Regions from separate parts of the Zea mays genome. Here region 1 is linked to region 2. The links are chromatin contacts, called in public Hi-C maps. All regions are on one chromosome and are shown on one strand. The core of a region is the stretch at or near the end of the contact, and the rest is flanking DNA. Distances in the headings are between cores, read along the strand shown.

Region 1 (4,504 bases), core at 1,458-3,957, 81 kb before region 2:
TATGTAACACGGTCATTTTAGGTGCACTTGAAACTAATTACAGAAATATGAATAGTAGTCTGTGGAGTGACTATGAATAGTAGGATAACTCGAATCCGGCGGACGTGTATGTAAGGAACAATCACAATCGCGGTCCATGAGCAATCTGCGAATTTTCTCACCATTAAGAAAAGAAAGATCACGCGTAAGCTGAAATGACATGTGACCAAGAAAGCCATGAGAGGTACCAAACGAGCACATTTATTTATTTATGCTTCTATGAGAGTAAACAAGAGATGACAACAACTACACCTTCATCCTGTCCTGTGACAACAAAACTCACATGTGAAAACTATAGGCAAAGGCTCCATCAAGTTTCAAGTGGCGGCCAACTTGTAGGACCCTCAAAAAAAACAGAAACAATAGAAGTGAGGCATCCCTACAGTACTTCCAAATCAAGGCTTGCAAAGTCCCCCTCAGAGCTGATTAAAAAAAAAGACGGCGCCATTTTCTCCACAACTGAAGCTTTTTCTGGGAGCAGTGTGATCAAGGTTGAGAGGACGGCGAAGGTAGGTGCTGGTGTTTGAAAAACACCATCCTCTCATGGAAAAAACAAGGTGAATTAAAGGGCAACATACGGGCGAAGGGGAGAAAGAAAAATTAGGTTTGTAAAAGTCAAACTCCCCAGGCCTATATAGCAAAGCCCTAGAAAAAAAGGCTGTTTTTTTTTTACAATCTGCTCTCTCCCAAAAACATGGAGTGACAACATCAAACCATGTAAAAAACTGGAGAGACAGATAAAATGGGATGGTAAGTAGGTAACTAGCTAGGTGATCAATCTCTGCACCCATGTAGCAAAAAACCAGTGGAAATGGCTATCTTTGTGTGGGGGGACTCTTGGGGACTGCAAGCAACTCTCTTCGGAAGCAAAGGCAAGGAAGGACCTGATAACCTAACCATTAGCCTCAAATCCTTAAGGCTAATGGGAAAAAAGTTGACATAGATTAAGCTAATCCCATCAGAAGGGTGATTTGAATGCTTGATTTAGCTTCTTGACAATATCCTTTGCAGACAAGCAGAAGTCGTCACCAGCCTGCGAGAAAATCGCCAGATGAGTTAGCATCACGTGAGGAATGACTAAGTGTGTGTGCTGAAGAAGAAAGCAGCATGCATGGCAGACAGAGAGAGAGTGGCTGATCGAGCTGACTCACCATGGCCATGATGGTGATGTCGAGGGAGGAGGCGGTGAAGGGGAGCACATTGGTGTTCATGACGGAGAGGCCGAGGCGCTCCACCTCGGAGAGGGCGGCGATGAGCACCCCCTTGCGGTTGTCGCAGTGGACCCTCACCAGCACCGTGCGGCCCGACAGCCGGGCCTCGATCTCCGGCAGAAGCGTGGCGGAGGCCTCGGCGCCCACGGAGTTGTCGTCGCAGGAGGAGCCCTCGTCGTCGTCGGCGGACAGCTGCGACTTCTTGACCAGCACCGCCGCCTCCACCGGGCGCCTCCGGGCGTCATCCTCCAGCCCCTTCACCTGGTCCTGCAGCTGCTTCACGTACTTGATCGCGTCGCCGAGCACGGATGCCTTGTCCATCTGCGAAACCAGTTACAATTAGCTAGTTGGTTGACGGGAACTGGGCGGCTGGCTGGTGGTCGGTGCTCGGGGCATGTCGCCATGGATTTTGGACACTCGTGTCGATTCGTACTCGTACCTTCTTGAGGCCCGGGACGATCTTGGAGAGCGCGATGAAGCGCTGGCTGAGCTTCTCGCGGCGCTTCCGCTCGGCCAAGATGTGGTCCTGGTTCTGTGAGGCCGGGCGTGCGGCGGCCGCCGGCGACCTGGCGGCCTCGGCCATCATGTCGTCGTAGGAGCGCTTGGGCGCCGGGCGCGCCTGCTGGAACGACGGCAGCGCGGCGGCGGCGGCGTCGAGCAGCTCCTGCTTGGGCGCCTTGGCGTGGTGGCCGGCGAAGGAGAGGATGGTCGGCGAGGAGTAGTCGTCGGGGGAGCCCTGCTCCGTGACGCACGAGTCCCAGCTGGCGTTGCCCCTGGCCGCCTTGCGCGGGCGGTGGTCGGCCGCCGGCGCGGGTACTCGCTGCAGCGGCGGCGGCGTCGCCACGCCGTGGTCCAGGTCCAGGTCGAGGTCGAGGTCCAGACCCCCGTGGCCGCCGAACGCGACCGCGATCTGCTGCTCCGTGTACTGCTCCAGCAGCGCGTCCGACTGCCACTGGTGGAAGAAGCTCGGCTCGTCCACCACCTGCGCGCGGCGGCAGGCAAGAAAAAGGGCACATTCAGCGGCGGGCGGGCCGTGGAATGGGACGGCAGGTGAAAGCGCGGTAACGGACGGACTCACCATGTTGGAGAACCACTGCGTTGCCATCTGCAGGTTGATTTGATTGGTGAGGACTGGGAATTGGACGTCTTGCTTGCTTCCAATTCCAAACCAAAATCCAAATGGACTGCTAGCGCTCGATGCTGCTGCTAGCTGCTTGGAAGCTCAACAAGTCCTGCACAGCATCAACAGACCCGGCCGGGGGGTGTCAGAGAGGAGATCACCGCATTGTGCAGGCGATGTGCGATGTCCAAAACCAGCTGTACTGCTGCTCCATACTACATAACATAGCTGGAGTGGCTCAGGATGCAAGGTAGGAAGAGCGCGACCAACGGACCTGTGGAGATCGGAGCTCGGGTTCGTTCGCAATGGCCACCAATGGAGATGTGAGTGAGAGTGGTGGGATGGACATGATGCCGCATCGATCGCCTTGTTTATATAAACTCTGCTCGGGCGGGGGGTGTTGCGTGTGAATGTGCAAGTGGTGGCGTCCGTCTTATTGATCTCTACTCCTACTTGTGTGAACGAACCGTAGTTTATTATTGAATTCATTTTGTATTGTGCAGCATATATCCTGCAGGCATGTAGATGTAGGAGGTGGTGTTTACTTTGATCCTCCTCCACTCATATCCCGACAGACGGCAACTTCTTACTAGCTCAGCCTGGATCGTTTAGTCCGGGGATAAACAATCGCCCGACGAACGATCGTCATTAGCTAGGGAGGCAACACACACACCAGTGGTCTGTGCAATTTTTACTTTTTATTTTTTGGGGAAATGATTTGTGCATATTAATGCGCTGGATATGTATTTTGTTGCCACTGCAGCCTTGTGGCTTGCCAGTGTAAAGAATAAAGATGCCATGGTGGACTATGACCTGGTGACCGATCTAACGGTGGATTAATCAAGAGATTTGCCCACAGATTATCTACAGGACTCGCAGGGCCGGCCTGGGGTGGACTCCCAACCGCACCTAGGTGCGTCGCCCGTTGGGCCGTTTCGTGGGAAGGAGAGAGAGAGCTGCGCGCGGATTTTAAAGGAGCAGTGGTTGGAGCAAAGTATGATGTGGCTCCAAACTCTTGATCAAGGGTTAATTACATGGACAGCTGAGCTAGGAGGAGAGGGGGGGGGACTACCAAGGATCTCTGCTAGTCTGGTGAATTGAGAGAGGGATTACTACTCGTTACCACGTGCATGTCTGGTCAATTGAGTCTCGTGTTTTAATTAAGCACTTTTGAGGGGAATAATAGGGTTCTTCCCACATCTTTGACTAGATTGTGCGGGGGGGGGGGGGGGGGGGGGGGGGGGCGGCGGCAAAAACAAGGATCTCTGGTTTTGTTTTGGCGAAAGAAACTACCTACACTCAACAACAATAATATCCATTTTCCGCCAAAGAAACTACCTACACTTCTTGGCGGTTTTGTTTTTGGCCCTCAAGAAAACTTTTACCACTCAAGGTAATATTCGGGGGTTGTGATAGTGTGTGTGGTGCAGCTTAACTAACTTGATTTAAACTAAATCCTGTATTTTATTTGGGTCTTTGTTAGATGCATGGTTCAAACAAACCATTCATCCATGTGAATCAATATGTGTGATTCTACATATGACATGTGTGTATATATTCAATTCATTTGTAACTTGGGGTTGCAGTGTGTATTGTGTAGAATAACATGTACACAATTACTTAATTATTAGGCTATCTTCAGCAAATCTCCTATCTCATCTCCTGTTATATCCCGTATTTCAAACTTCTCTCTTCAAACAGTGTTATCTGTAGTTTTATATCTCTTATTTTACATACTCTGCTGGAGTGCTGGAGACAGTCTTAAATTGCGGAGCACAAATAAATCAGATTATTTAGGCTAAACAAACAAATTGTTATTGCCTAAATGCGACAGAGCCTCTTGACGACTGATGGAGCTGTAGCTACTTGCGTTGCCGCAAACTGTTGCCCTTTAGCTTTATATATCTGTGACCAGACCAGAGCATGCATGCAGCAGCAATGTAGTAGTGCCACTTATTATCCTGATAAGAAAGCCCTATAGTTTTCATGAAGGATACCCATGCTTCCCTGCATCTCTGACCCGCAGATCCAACGAACTCGCTTCAATATAACTGCTCCAATGCAAAGATAAAACAACCGATCGAAGAAGGTACAAGAGACCATACTCGCATTATTGCATGTGACGACGAGTCGT
Region 2 (4,412 bases), core at 315-2,814:
CTCTTCCTACCCGTGCTTGCCGTAGTGGAGGCAGTCGCAGTAGCAGCACCACTGCCATCTGGGGGAGCCTCGCCCTCGGCAGCGACATTGTCGTCGCCGAGGTTGATGGTAGGGGTAGGGGTAGGGGCAGTGGAACCAAAGAGATCCTCCAGACCATCGTGCACGTCGTCCACATCGTCTGGGACTTGACCCATCAACACCAGTTCATGGTTAATGGAGGTCGGATCGTATCGACGATCCATCGCCGGCACCAGGTCCCTCATGGCCTGCGATTAGATCAGGACAGAGGGGATTAGGAGAGTAGAGCTGATAGAGACAGAGGTGATTAGGGTTTAGGGTTTGCAGATCATACCTTGGCCGAAGGCCGGAGCACCAGTTCCGTCGGCGATTACCAAGAACAATGTTTAGGGAGTAGATCCAGAGACGGAGGAGACACCAATGCACCGACGACGGCAGATCCAGGGACACAGAGCCAGATAGAAGAACAGAGAGACTAAATGAGCACAAACACACGGTATAGATGGCCAAACAGGCAGCCGGCTGTGACCCAGTCCACCGGAGAGCGGAGAGGTGGAGGGATTTACCTTACCAGATCAGATCCAGAGACGGAGGAGAGGAGAACCAGTCCACCGGAGATGGAGAGGACAGAGGAGAGGCAGATCCGCAGATCCAGTCCACCGGAGTCCGGAGAAGAGGAGGGGGAAGCACCGGAGCAGATCCAGTCCACCGGCGCTCGCGCGAGGTCGATTGAGCACGGAGGAGCCAGGATGCCGACGACGTGCCGAGGACGGAGGATCCAGGAAGCACGGCGGCCGACGGCCGACGCATCGACGTCGACGGAGTTGGGTGCCTCCGCGCCTGGGCGAGGAGATCTGGGCGAGGGAGACGAGGGAGGGGAACGGGCGACGGGGCGAGGGAGACGAGGGGAGGGGACCTGACCTGGGTGTGCGGCTGTGTGCGTGTGCGGTGTGACTGGGTGGGGGGCGGGCGCGGGGGGTTTACCGTGGAGTCGGGCCGGCCGTGCTTACCGTTTAAACGGGCCGTGCCGGGCCGGCACGGCGTGCCTGGATCACGGCCCAAGCCCGACACGGGCATAGTGCCGGGCTAGCACGGGCCCGTTTAGCATCGGGCCGGGTCGGGCTTAGGCACGACTTACCGGGCCGTGCCTCGGGCCGGCCCGCTTGACCCGGCCCATCTGGCCATCTATAGTTGTCTTCTTCTTAAGGGCACGTTCGTTTCTACACGATTACACCAAGAATTATTCCTGTTGATCAAAACTTATACAAATTAGAGAAGCAATCCGGGCCGGAACAGTTCCGGTCTTCTATTCCCTGTCAACCGAACGTACTCTAATTAGGCTCAGGGCCGGGAACGTTCATGTTTCAGTATGTTAGATTAGATCAAGAAAATGGAGGGTCAACAATATGTGAACACCATCGCAGTACACGTACGTTGATGTTGTCCCCCAGCTAGCTAGAGTTTCTTGTCCTGTAGCTTAGCTCCAGCATCTCTTGAGTTTCTTGTCCTTGTACTACCGAATTCTATGACGCCAATGATGAGGTATCAGCACACGGTACGGTCAAAAGTCCCGTCATCTGATCTAGAAGGCTGGCTAGCCCGCAGCCAGCTAACTAATCTAGCTAGCTAGCTAGCTAAATTATCTATCCAGTTTGCCCCGTTTTTCTTCTCCTGAAGACTGAGCGTGAGAGCAGCATCGACGAGTAGTAGTGACTCTCTCTCTCTCTCGCTCATGTCAACTCTAGCATTGAGTACTCAAATTAGAGAAAGTAAATTTGATTTAGGACTTAAAAAAGGTTTTTTTTCTCAGATACAGTAGAAACTAATGAGCATCTCTTTCCCCGGCTCGCCGACACGGCCGAAAGCAGCGGGAAGCATCGGTACGACCGGGTCCGTAGCCACAGGTTCTGCCAGAATCTTGGAGGCACTGCACCAACCCGACGCGGCGACGACAACGACTCCACCCTGCCCGGCTGGCTGGCTGGCTGGCTTGTTGGACTTCCGCGTCCCGGGCGGGGACCCCGCGTCGCGTGCGCACTCAGCGGCTACTCACTCGGCTATTTCAGGCAGGGGCGCGGCGTGGCGCACGTTTTCCTATCCTGGCTTCGCGTCGCGGGCGCGGCAGCGGGGAGAGCCCGGGGCGGGTTCAGACGCACGCACAAGTCTCCCGGATTCGTGGGAGGGGCAGCCAAGCCCAAGCTCGGTTCGCCATCCGCTGCTTTGAGCCTTTGACCCAGTCACCTCCCTTCATCCAAGTGAAACTTTATTACAGGGTGATTGCACATAGCGGTTAGCGTTGGCACTCTGCACTATGTTATTGCCGACATGAAATTCAAATGCAGTTTTGACACGGCATAGTTCTTCGCTTCCGGAGAAACTACTCCCTCCGTTTCTTTTTATTAGTCGCTTGATAGTGCAAAATGCACTATCCAGCGACTAATAAAAAGAAACAGAGGGAATACGATACAACAACGGGTTTTTTCGCATCATGCATCGGTGGAGTATGTACTTGTTACTTAGAGCAATCCACACCATTAAAATCCTAGGTGGAGTTTGGAGAAAAAGAGGACACAGAGACATGCTTGGATCGGCCTCTAGCCGGATTCGGCTTCTGGTCATCAAAGTTTCGCTTCTAAGATCGTTTCTACTAGAATTGCTTCTACGTTCACGTTGTAGACTTGTCTTTCATGTATAAAAAAAGATAGAAGCTGGATTTCGTTAAACTGGATTCCCAGCAGGGACACCCATTTTTTTGTTCCTAAAACTAATTTCCTAGAAACCGTCTGTTGCTACCACGTTTTCACTCTCCGCTCTAATGCTTTGGGTTCTCAAACACTACTCCATGTGTTTGGTTGCCTGTATTTGATGGTGCTTGCAGCACGGGATGCAATGAACTAGTGTTTGGTTGTTGTCAACCAGGCTCTACGTATGCGAGGTGTGTGTTTGGTTACCTGCGTGCAGATGTGGAGTCAGACTCGCACGAAACTTAAAGCACCCTGAGTCAGGCTCTGCAGGCGCGGACAAATTGGTCGCATCTATGGAGCCAGGCTTCCGCCGGCCAGTCTCATGCAGCCAGGCTACGGGGAGAAGTCAACCAAACAGACCGACTGTGACTGTCCAGCACCCGTCCCTGTCCACACCACGTCTGTAGACCACATACCTTACTGTTTTGAAATAAATAATAATTATATAACAAAACACCGACAACTGGTTAGTAGTCTACTAAGTTGGTCTTCAATTAACACGGCTCAGCTATTGGCCAATTTTATCGGACTTGCTCGGCTGTCACTCGAGTTCATTGACTTGTACGAAAATGAAAGGGAAAGATGTCGACGTCTGTGTCGTCGGCTATCGCGCTATGCATGCTGCTGAACCGGTGCCGATTTCGGTTGTTTTCGTACTAGTACCAGCAAGTTGCTGTTTAGTTACCAAAAAATACCGCGGGATCAAATCTGCAATACAGCTCCAGTATCAAATTAAACCTTATTGTACTAATTTGCTCCACTTACCTGCAAGCAGAAACAGCTCCATACCTGTCCTAACTCCTAAGTCCCAGCAAGCACCTAATTTTGTAGAACGTTCGAAGGAAATTTCTAGCTTGGGCAGAGATAAAGTAGTTATTAGATCAAAAATGGAATAGGAAGATCTTTACCCAGTTAAAATATAAAAGGAATCTATTACTCTAATAAAAAATGGAATAGGAAGATCTTTTTCTAGCTTGGGCAGAGATAAATTTCTAGCTTGGGCACCTAATATTAAGAAATCTAGAGGGGTCGAAGCCGAGGGTTGTTTTCTGAGAAAGAAAGAAGGGAACCAACGTACATATTGAATGCCGTCATTAGGAGTTATGGATAGACACTACCACTTTATAATCTTTTCCCACGTTGTCTTTTTTTTCATCTTCAATTTGTTTTATCAGTTGCAACATGCTATTGGGACATGTTCCTATTATTGTTAATATAGGGGATTCAGATACGGTATAGCAAAAAATGATTGAAACAAATCCCGGTGTCGCCAAAAAAAAATGTGTCTCTCTTATCTACACAAATCTTTTTTGCAGAAACGTGCATGAGGCCGCACATTCTCGCGAAACGACAAAAGACAACAAACTCAACGTCTCCATCCGTGCGTATAGAACGGGATATGGTCGCTACGCTAAGCGCAAACTGCAACGGGTAATCGAAATTCTAATCGAATCTTCGGGATCTAAATATTCAGAAAAAAAAACTGCGAGTTGTTCGTGCGTAGACGCGTAAGTGTTTGTGTGTGTGTGTGTGTGTGTGCAGGGAGACTTTGCCTCGACGTGACCGAGCCGTACCCCTTCACTTGGATCGCTTTATTATATGATAATTAGGTAATGCAAATGGGTATTTAGAGTAGTTCAGACAGCCAAG

The links. Hi-C and Micro-C count contacts between places; a contact is called where the count stands out from the background.
Region 1: a contact with region 2 is called in a Hi-C map of tassel, with 2.9 times the contacts expected there. The contact joins the promoter of LOC100281729 here to the enhancer-like site in region 2. A contact is called at or near these places in 2 of 25 Hi-C or Micro-C datasets (leaf and tassel).

The regions. Positions count from the first base shown.
Region 1 is chr5:10,134,604-10,139,107 of Zm-B73-REFERENCE-NAM-5.0, reverse strand. It overlaps LOC100281729 (symbiotic ammonium transporter), which reads right to left and starts at 2,707. Exons shown (of 5, transcript NM_001353171.1): 1 at 2,645-2,707; 2 at 2,329-2,482; 3 at 1,690-2,232; 4 at 1,191-1,571; 5 at 230-1,072. The coding sequence starts at 2,355. The coding sequence ends at 998.
Region 2 is chr5:10,052,958-10,057,369 of Zm-B73-REFERENCE-NAM-5.0, reverse strand. No RefSeq gene overlaps it. Among protein-coding and RNA genes, the nearest start is that of LOC100381303, 53 kb to the right of the region's middle. Within about 2 kb of position 1,564, at least 19 of the 20 cell types and tissues checked have an H3K27ac peak or open chromatin away from gene starts, as enhancers often do. A contact at or near this core is called in leaf and tassel, where this site is marked.